Regions from separate parts of the Zea mays genome. Here all the other regions are linked to region 2. A link is a contact called in public Hi-C data. All regions are on one chromosome and are shown on one strand. The core of a region is the stretch at or near the end of the contact, and the rest is flanking DNA. Distances in the headings are between cores, read along the strand shown.

What was found. Hi-C and Micro-C count contacts between places; a contact is called where the count stands out from the background.
Region 1: a Hi-C map of bundle sheath shows a contact between it and region 2, with 2.1 times the contacts expected there. The contact joins the promoter of LOC100193334 here to the promoter of LOC100273450 in region 2. A contact is called at or near these places in 5 of 25 Hi-C or Micro-C datasets (bundle sheath, ear, endosperm and 2 more).
Region 3: a Hi-C map of ear shows a contact between it and region 2, with 4 times the contacts expected there. The contact joins the promoter of LOC100240698 here to the promoter of LOC100273450 in region 2. A contact is called at or near these places in 4 of 25 Hi-C or Micro-C datasets (bundle sheath, ear, leaf and 1 more).

What each region holds. Positions count from the first base shown.
Region 1 is chr4:30,755,513-30,759,088 of Zm-B73-REFERENCE-NAM-5.0, forward strand. It overlaps LOC100193334 (Glucose-6-phosphate/phosphate translocator 2), which reads right to left and starts at 2,321. Exons shown (of 6, transcript NM_001138470.1): 1 at 2,068-2,321; 2 at 630-1,123; 3 at 313-538. The coding sequence starts at 1,118.
Region 2 is chr4:30,263,864-30,267,553 of Zm-B73-REFERENCE-NAM-5.0, forward strand. It overlaps LOC100273450, which reads left to right and starts at 2,426. Exons shown (of 7, transcript NM_001147887.1): 1 at 2,426-2,960. The coding sequence starts at 2,523. It also overlaps the pseudogene LOC109945696.
Region 3 is chr4:29,949,090-29,952,583 of Zm-B73-REFERENCE-NAM-5.0, forward strand. LOC100240698 reads right to left here and starts at 1,977. Exons shown (of 6, transcript NM_001144024.1): 1 at 1,771-1,977; 2 at 1,602-1,690; 3 at 896-951; 4 at 759-811; 5 at 218-336; 6 at 1-124. The coding sequence starts at 1,638. The coding sequence ends at 30.

The sequences.
Region 1 (3,576 bases), core at 1,071-3,570, 490 kb after region 2:
GAATCATCTATTAGAGAAGAGGATAAATATACATCTATAACTTTTTCTCCAAATGATTTCTTAAACAGTTACTATTAAAAAAACATGTCTCCATAAGTTCATGGGAGTGCAGAAATCTAGATAAACGTTATATAGTAAAAGAATAATCTCAAGAATTAATTATCTTCAAAAGTAATTGGAACTGACAAACTATTAAGATCCAGTTGATTTTGCTTCTAAAACATAACTTTTACACTAACAGTTCAAATAAAAACCTCATTAATTTGTAAGGAAGAATTAGAACAGGAAGTCAAAAAAGCAATTTTTACTTACCAACCATATTAAAGTTCAGCTCTGTGACAGCAGCTAGAGCACAACCACCAATGATTGGAAGAAGAGAAAGATAGACTGGAACTGGAAACGTCTCCCCAAGGAGGAACTTTGACACCAAAACAGTGAATGCAGGTTCTGCACTTTTAATTATGTGTGTGAATGACACTGCCACCTTAGACATGCTCACTGTCGCAGCAACATGGCCAATTGTATGTGCCACAGCAACCTTCATCAGTTAATCACCAAATTCAGTTACACTTTTCCAGGAAGGTATATAAAATAAAAGAAGAGTTACTGGCACGAAATAAGCAACTCACCGGGAAAAGAACTTTCCAGAAGTCTAGGTCGGTCTTGGGGGCCTCAACAAGACGAGTGGCCCACGAGAAAAGCATCATCGCAGAGCCGCAGGCAAGGGAGAGTGTGGAGGTGAGCCAGGGGTAAGGGAAAGCATTGAGAACCTTCTTGTTGTAAATGTTAAATATCACATTAAGCGCCCACCAGGTCGCGAAATAGATGGAGATCTTTAACCTCTGTGCGCCTTCCAACTGAACTGGCACCACCTGAGTCTTTGACTCCTTGTCATCGGCAGCAGAAGCAGCACAACGGAACTCAAGTGGTTGTCTCCAAGACTTAAGCTCAGAAGTGTGTGGACCATCTAGCGGTGCTAGGTAGAGTGGTTTCAGCGAGGAGACCACATATTTGGAGGGTTTGAGACTAGAGATGGATGGAATTGAATGTAATTTTAAGCGTAGGCTGGAGCCAGAGAAGGCTGCATAGCCAGGAGAGATCCTCACAGAAGGTATCATGCCTTCTGCAGATCAACAAAAAAGAGTTTTAGATGGCAGTATATGAAGTACATATAGAAAGCCACACAAAAGCTTGGACTTTTCCCTAAAGAGTTGGGTAAAAGAAAATTTGATGCTCCTCTGAATTAAACATTCCTTTGAGTTGCAAAAGAATGCATAGCCCTTTACAGAAAGTGGAAAATTTCTACCTAAATTCAGAAATATCAACATGGATGAATTAACTGTATGATTCAACACATAAACCTTCCTTCACTCCACAAGTCATAAGCTTCTAACTAACGAAGACAATACTACACAATTCGACACGGCAAAGCAAGCACCTTCCAAAATCTTGCAGATGAATCCCCCAACGCTAAAGGCTAAAATTGTGGATGAGGACACTGCATCCAGCACATCGTTTTCGAGTTGTAAACTACGACTAAGGGTGCCGCCTTTCTTACCTTTCCTCCTGCAAGGGCCCTACTCACGCAGATTTCACATGCAAATCACCAAACTTTTTCAGACAATACCGACACGCGCAAGGGAAACAAAAAGATTGGTTTTGGATCGTAGTAATTAAAAACAACGGACAAAAGGGGAGGAAGTTGTGCTGTGATGTGGTGCACTCGTGCAGTTGGGCGCTTATGGTGGGCAAGAACTAATATGCAATCAGGTCTTATATGTAAACGTGATTCGTTACATTATTATGATCCAACCATGTATCACGTTTAAACCCTTCCAACAAACCACGATTATGAGGCTCGGTCTGCTTGTATATGAGTTGTGGTGATAGTCACCGGCACAAAACATGGGTGGGGAGGACGGGAAGACAGGCAGCGATTCTAACAGAGACCGACAGCACTACTCCAGCACTGACCGGGGTAAAGATCATTCACCGGCCTAATAACAAAACCATATATTGCAAAAAAAAAAAAAGGAAAACTTTACGGATCAAAACAACGGATCTCACCTTCGCTCCCAACAATCAACCAGGAACACCTCTCAAGATCAAGAAGCGAGACACCTCCACCCGGCTCAAATCACGGCAAACAACAGCACCTCTCGCGAAGGATTCGAGGCGCGGGGGCGGAGCCTCCGATATATGGTGAGCGGGGAGAGCCTCGATTGCACGGCGCGGCCCTTGGAATTTCAGATGGGAATTCGGAGATGGCAAGGAACAGGAGGAGGTGGCACGAGTTCTGGTTCGCCTCCGGCGAGTAAAGGAGCCGGGAAGGTGGCGGCTGGTAGGTGCCGGTGCGTGTTTTATAAAAGCTGGGCTGAAGAGATTCAGGGGCTTTTATGAAAATATGCTTTATAGGGAGACCACGCGACCATCTCCCATTTTAACTCTGCGTCGCTCTTTATTTCAAATTTTACTATGTTCGTACGTCGAAACGGAAATACATAATATAATGGTACTGTTATGAGAAAATGTTTCTTAATATATTTGTGATCCTATCCATACACAAATTTTGTTATTTTAATATAGTTGTTTCACCACTACATTACAATCATCAGTACCGTACAGACTTTTATATATGATATTTAGGTACACGTGTGTTACTATGATTTTTAAATGAATTACCTTGTAATTGATTCAAAAGATCCATAGCTAGTACGTAAGCTTACCAAAGTTTAAGAGAACTTACCCGACAACCAGCCTTCATCATGTGCTTTAAAAGTTAAGGAATTAATACATAAGGAAAACAAAACAGGAACAAGAATTAAAAAATAGTATAAAACATAGATACAGAACGACAAACATCACTATGATATGTAAAAATCTGGACCATTGCATGTTGTTTTCCAAATGGCATATTCGTTACAGAGCAAAATGAGTTTTCGATCAATCCTCCAAAAATTAAATGAAGTCATATTCCAAAAAGACACTAAAACGGCTAATATACTGAACATATAATCGGGTTACACCTCAAATTTCCCAACTAATCTTGCAAAGAACACCATATGTTGCTCCAATGTGAACTTGATGTTCTCGGCCTGTTCAAAATCGAGAAAGAAGTCACAAATCCGTGCAGGTTGATAGTGTGGAGGGTGCTGAAAATCTAAAACATAAGTATGATAACAACTTTGCGAAACCCATGTTGCCCTCCTTCATATTCAACCAAAGCAATAGGCAAACCTTTCTCTTTCAAGGCGTTGTATATTTTATTATTTTGTGTGCCTGATCTGATGGCACAACCTAGAAAACATTAAAGCGGGTGAGAAATTATGCTATAGAAACACCGATATACCACCGAGTAATGTAGCCATGATAAACTTCTGTAAAAAATCACATAACGATGGGTATGAAGGTATAGTTTGCTATTATGTTTTCAATTTTTCAAATAACCTTGTCTCTTCCTCTTTGAAGATACATGCCTGAACGAAGTGAGCTCATACTTGTGCCCAACTTTATAATGCAACACTTGGAGCCCCTCGTCACGATCTGTAAGGCAGCACAAATTAATATGATTGAACA
Region 2 (3,690 bases), core at 1,176-3,675:
CTTGGGAGAGTATTTGATCTCTTTGTTTGTGTCTTGGAGTGAAGTCTAGAGCTCTTGTATTGAATGCAATGGCTGAAAACTTGGATGCCTTGAAGTGTGGTGGTTGGGGGGTATTTATAGTCCCAACGACCAAAGTGGCCGTTGGGAGGGGCTGTTGTCGACAGGCGCACCGGACAGTCCGGTGCGCCACCGGACACTGTCCGGTGCGCCAGCCACGTCACCAACCTTAGGGTTCGACCGTTGGAGCTTCTGATAGCTGGGCCACCGGATAGTCCGGTGCGCCTTCTGGCGCCTGCTCTGACTCTGTGCGCGCTGTCCGCGCACTGTTCACGCACTGTTCACTTTTGCAGACGACCGTTGGCGCTGTTAGCCGTTGCTCCGCATGGCACACCGGACAGTCCGGTGCCACACCGGATAGTCCGGTGAATTATAGCGGAGTGGCATTTCCAGAAACCCGAAGGTGGCGAGTTCGAGTTGATCCACCCTGGCACACCGGACAGTCCGATGCGCCAGACCAGGGCACCCTTCGGTTTTCTTTTGCTCCTTTCTTTTGAACCCTTATCTTGGACTTTTTATTGGTTTTTGTTGAACCTTTGGCACCTGTAGAACTTATAATCTAGAGCAAACTAGTTAGTCCAATTATTTATGTTGGGCAATTCAACCACCAAAATCATTTAGGAAAAGGTTTGACCCTATTTCCCTTTCACATGTATTCAACAATATAATATATTCAGCTAACTTTAGGACCTGTAGTTATTTTAAACCTGCTTTTCAATCATCGCGCGGTAAAGTTCATTATTTAATTTGGGGAATTTTATAAAACTGACGTAGCTAGTTAGGGCATCGTCCGTTTTCTAACCTCGTCCCACGCCGCCCCCCTGCCCCCTGCCCCCCGCGCCGTCCCTGTCGCCCCGCGCCCACACGGCACGGCTCCCTGGCCACGCCCAGAGCCCCCCCGCCCAGCCGCCCCGGAGCCTCGCCACCCAGCCGTCCCGTCGCCCGCACGGCTCTTTGGCTGTGCCCTCCATCGCTCTCCGCCACCGGCCGCGCCCTCCGCCGCCCGTCATCGTCGCCGGCGTCCTCCGGCCGGGCGCCCACGCCCTTCTCCTCACGCTCATCGACGGTCTCCAAGCCCGCATTGGTGAACGTGGTATTAAATTATGCTATTACTAATGTAGATAATTGTGTACCTAGTTAGTGTGATATGAATTGTTAGGTTTTAGTAACCTCCCCGTATATGAGAGGTGCTGTCCAGATTGTATACATAGTATTATGTTATTATGTGGTTAGTTTTTAGTTATTAGTTAGTACTTGGTTATTAGTTAGTTAGCAAGTAGTTATTAGTGGGTTGTGGTTAGGCAATAACCATCTATAGTGGACATTGAATGTTTAATTCGTGTTTCAAATAGATGGACAATTTTTTGAGCTTATATTATGGAGGCAATGTGGAAAAAGATCCCTATGGAAATGCCAAGTTCATTGACATGCGACACGTGCTCGTGTTATTCGTTGGTAGACCATCCTTGAGTGATGTGTTTATAAAGGCTAAACAAAAGCTAGGTGGAGGAGTCTACAAAACATGCAATGATTAGTAGGCAAAGAAAACATGCACCACTTCGAGTCTTTAAATTGTTAACATATTAAAAGACTATTCTCACCATTAAATTCATCCGGCGCTGAACAATCGTTAGCTCAAATGCATAGTTAGCACACATCCAATACCTTTGTCGATAGGTGTCATGATCCTCAGACTTATCAACCTTGCAAGGATCACCACAAAACACATAGGCACCGGAACACCAGTTGGCAAAGGTAGTTCCGGTCAAAGACCCTTCCTAAATTTCGATAAGACCTATAAGAATCACAAATATAATATACTCACAAAATATGATTTAATACAATGCTTACCTTTGTTTAGCAGGTTTACCACGCCTAGACATCCTACAATTTAGGTTGATGTTATCTCATTTCGAAGAATAGAAATGAGCATAAAAACTGATGGTCGACATGACTTATTTATAGGCGCGTACCTCGGTGCCAAGATCTAATTTAGGCTGATGTCTCTCGTTTCGAAGAATAGAAATGAACACAAAAACTGACGGCCGACGGGGCTTATTTATAGGCGCGTACCTCGGCGTCGAGATTTACAACGCCGAGGTACGCGCCACGTCTGAACCTGACATATGCACGCTAAAAAAATTAGCGCTGATACATATAACCTAGACACCAATGAGACAATGATGACGACGTCGATCCAAAGATCATTTTTAAAACTAAAACTGTAAAGGGTATAATTATTAAAAAAACTTAAAAAGGACTAAAATAAAAAAAAGTTGGCACGCCCCGGACCCGGATGCTTCCTGGCGCTTCCCGTCACCTATTGGTCAGTGGAGGCAAAAATATCTAAGCAAGCCCCACACACATAGAGAAATCTCAATCCAAAGAGAGCCTTCTCCACCGCTCTTGCTCGTCCAACCTTCTCCATCGTCTCACCTTAGGTTTCGCTCCCCGCCGCCGCCGCCATGATGCCGCAGCAGCAGCAGCCCGGCATGGCCCCTCCTCCTCCACAGGCCGCCCCCGGAGCGCCGCCACACTGGGGCGGCATCCCGCCGCCTATGGCCCCTCAGCATCAGTACGCGCCACCACCGACCCATCAGGCCCCGCCCCCGCCGCAGATGTGGGGCCAGGCGCCCCCGCCCCCGCCCCCGCCTCAGGCCGCGTACGGTCAGGCGCCCCCGCCGCCCCAGGCCGCGTATGGCCAGGCGCTCCCACCACCCCAGGCCGCGTACGGCCAGGCGCCTCCCCCGCCACAGGCCGCCTACTACGGGGCGGTACCCGCGCCCGCGGCGGTGGCCGCGGCACCTGTCGGGCCCAGCGAGGTCAGGACGCTCTGGATCGGGGATCTGCAGTACTGGATGGACGATAACTACATCTACGGGTGCTTCGCATCCACGGGGGAGGTACGCGCTTTCGGTTCTACGCTGTACGAATCTGCTGCTGCCCGTGGGTCGCTGCGATCCGTCCCTATCGATGTGGGGTTCAACGCCCATGTTTATGGACTTCTTATGTCGCTTGCTGTAAATTTCAATTTCTTCGTCTCTTCGATGCATTATGATTATAGTAATAAGTACTGCACGAATATGTTCGTCTCATCGATGGAGTATGGTTATAGTATAAGAAAGTACCGCACGTATAGTGGATTCGGATCCATTAGTAGTGAATTCAGATTCATTAGAGCTTCATGCTATATGTGATTTATTTACGAAAATTCGAATTATATGTCAAAATTACTCCCAGCCGTGTTGTTAGGCATCCCATCGTTCACAAAACAATCCGATATGTTAGGCGGTAGAATATACTGAGCCATAATAAGTTGCACGTAACCTAATTATAAGCTGCCTTTTAGCTCACATTTTGCGTTTATGTTGGCAAATGACACAAAGTTTACTAGCCTGATTGACGACATGACAGCAATTGGTTGGCAATCAATAGGTGTTGCATGCAAATTCATTGCCAATGTGGCAGGTCAGCGCAGGTTGCAGCACTCCACACAAGAACACAATTTCGCTGAGTTACTCCTAGTCTTCGTATCTACTAGGGCGCCCACGTATTGGTATCCGTATTTCTAATTGTGGTACCTAACAGAACAGCCTGGTGGGAGTATTGATAGTAAATTTATGTTTTATAATG
Region 3 (3,494 bases), core at 727-3,226, 320 kb before region 2:
GACGTCGATCCACGGCGGCGCGGCGCCACTCATAGCAGCCCAAAGGTGTTCTCGCCGCTGTAGGTCATGTAGAGGAACCCGTCCTCGTCCTTGTTCTCCTCGTAGATGGCAGACATCAGGGCAGCTGCATGGACAAGAAAAAGTAACAGCATTGTACACACGGGCACCATGGACAGGTAGGTTTTATTTTGTTTTTCCCCACGATGGTATGGCAAACCTGTTGGTGGGAGGGTGTTCTTCACGAAGATGAAGATCGCCTTCTCGGCGCTGAGCTTGATGCGCTTCCGCACCACGTACACAAACTGTCCCACTGTGAGGTCGGCGGGGACAAGGTACCTGCATGCAAGCAATCGCATGTTACTTGGAGGCACACAGATGCTGCAAGCTGGTCTTGGCTTGTACCGATAAGCAAGAGTTCCTTCTGAATTGGTTAATGCTGGAAGATGGTAGAAGCAAGGGCCAAGGGATACGCTAATGCAGCAAACAATCAATCTCTAGATGGCAACTTGCACAAGGAACAGACAACAGACTCTTGGTTGGGAGTAGAGATAAACAACTTCAAAGGCATGATTGGCACAACTGCACAAGGGATAATGCCTACATCCAGCAGTTTTGCATTATGAAGAGTTTGACAAAGTCGACGACGACAATCGGTAAAACTACTTTCAGAAGTACAGGGAAAAAAATTGCAATGTCAGGAAAAACCATAAAAGTCAAGAAATGCAATTGAAATAATCTTGAAATGGTTCGGAACTGACTTTTTCTTGTCGATGTCTGGGATGTCACTCCTCTCGGCCTTCTCAACAATGACCTACATTACCCGATTTGGATGAGAACAAAAGCTATATCGTGGAAAATGATCAGAGGGCATGGATAACAATTACTTAAGGCTTACAGGAATTCTATCGGGGTACTTCTCCCTGATGCGGTTAGCCTCAGCTTGCCTCCTTTCTACAAACATAGAACATAGGTATAATGAGAATTCAGACATTTTAAGGCGAAAGGGTACATTTGTATAACCCCCAAGTGTTGAATAAGAACCATGCAATGGTAAGGCATGCACAGGAAACAGACAAACCATTCCGCGGATGTAGGTACAGCCTAAACCTGATAAGATAATGTAAACTGGGGAGTTACAGCTTGAGAACGAGTTCGGAAAAATTTAGCAACGAAGAGCACCAGATGCAAATGATGGAATTTACTAGTTGCTGGAGTCGGTACGAACTGTGCCGGATCATGTTAAGCTGCTACACAACACAGCAAACTGTGGGTGCCACAGCCTATGAATCGCCTAGTGCAGATTACCACGAGCACTCCATCAAAGCTGCAGATTCCCACCACGCCCCCCCCCCCCCCAAACAAAAATAAAACATGTATCCAACCATCACAGGATCGCGAAACGATAGAACAGACCAACCCCCGCCCGCCCCCAACAAAGCTTTGCTTATATAACCTAGGAAATTCAAGGAATCGATTGATTGATAGGTCCGCACGGGGTACCATCTACCAGTACCAGCCAAACAACCGAAACCCTAGCACGACCAATAACAAGAGCTGAAGCCCGGATGAGGAGGGGGGAATCAGGAATCGGAGGGACGAACCGAAGGGGTGCTCCAGCTTGAACGAGCTCCTCGCCATCGCTCCTGCTCCTCTTGGTCTCTCGATCGCTGGCGTAATAGAGAGCAGCTACCTGGAACAGAAAAAACAATCGGGTAGGGTCAGGAGGCGCGGGGAAATCGACAGAAACGGTGGAGGGCGGCAGGCGCTCACGGGATGGATGGATGGAAGGCTGGAGCGGCGGCTGATTGGACGTGGGATTGCCGGCGGAGGGGAAGGCGAGAGGGAAGAAATGGTGGGGGAGGAGTGGGGATTGGGAGTTGCTTGGTTAAATGCTACGCGCACGCAAAGGGTAGCGTACGTCGCTTTGCCCCGCTTCCCACGGGGACGGATGGGGAATGAGGTGGACAGCAGGAGGCTTCTTTGGATTGGATCGCTGGACTGGAATGAATTGCACGGATAAGTCCCGCCAGGCCGCCACCACTCCGCCTCGTTTTCAGTTTTCCTTTGTGTCCCACAAGGGTTAACTATTTCGTTTTTTTCTACTTCGTATTTTTTTGCTCAGCAAAAAGATCTTTCAAATTTCTCAACCAATTTGCATTTTAACGTTTTTTAAAACGAAAATCGGATTTTTTTTACCGAAATCCGTGACGAAATTGGGTATCTTTACTAAAAATGATAATTGAGTTTAAAAAAATTAAAGTTCTGATAGGATTTGTTTGTAATGCGTATGGTTTTTTACATTAAAAACGAATTTCGAATTTCTTGGCCGAAAAACTATAATTCTCGGCGAATTTCATAAATTAAAATTAAATATGGGACATATTAAAAAATATCTATTTTTTCGGCGAATTTCTTGGCCGAAAAACTATAATTCTCAGCTTTTGTTCCCTAGTCTTCAGCGTGTCTCGTACTACACAACTGCCAAAACAGAAGAGCAGAATTTTGATCAGGACAAGTATGATAAATCGGGAAAAAACTCACTTACAATGGATCGGGAAAAAAAACTCACTTCAAACTGCCAAGATGCAAGATCTTGCATGCAGTAGTACCATGCAATCACACTCTGTAGGCTAGAGCAACTACTAGAGTTTGTTATCTACTTCGCTAGACGCCATTTTCAGTGGGAGCTTACTATCGAATCTGTTTAGCTACCATTTTTCTGTTATGAAATGGTTTCGGGTTATGAAGGAAAAATCAGGCCCGGACGGAGGCACGTGCGGCCGGTGCCCACGAACAGGGCCTCAATCCTCCAAGCCCCTAAAATAATAGTCATCAATAGTTTAATCAATACACAGTTCAGTAATTAGCTCAGTAAGGAAAATAAATCAACTAATCTCTAAGCAAATCTTCTTCTCATGAGTCAAATCAGTTGTTTGTATGGTGTCTTTGTCTTTGATCACGACTACATCTCCATTTAAACGTAAATATCGTTCAAGATTTTATTTTTAAAGAATAATACTATCCAAGTAAAATTATACAATACAAAATTGAATAGACAGCTAGACACAACTCTTAATATAATATTTTTATCATACTATTATAGCCTATATTAGTATAGTTCTAGTTTATAGATTGATATTCCGGAATTTTGTATAGGACCTTAGATTTTACTGGCCCGGCCCTGCCTTCACCCATTCTTTCAAAAGACATGTTATATGTATGCATACGCATGAAACCATCTAATTATTTCCTTTTCATAATGATAGCAACAATGTCATGCACGAAGGAAGCCAACAATAGCACACCATAGGCTAAGATGTAGTAAGCTCACAGTAAATACATTTTTTGTAACAAACACAAAGGATCAAGATCAAATGCCATATGCCCAACAAAGAAATGTGATAGCAACCCTAACCTCTTTGGTTCTCAACCACACCATCATGTCAACTTCAAGACCCCTTGTGTTGCCTACCCTCGCCTCCCAACTAAAAAAC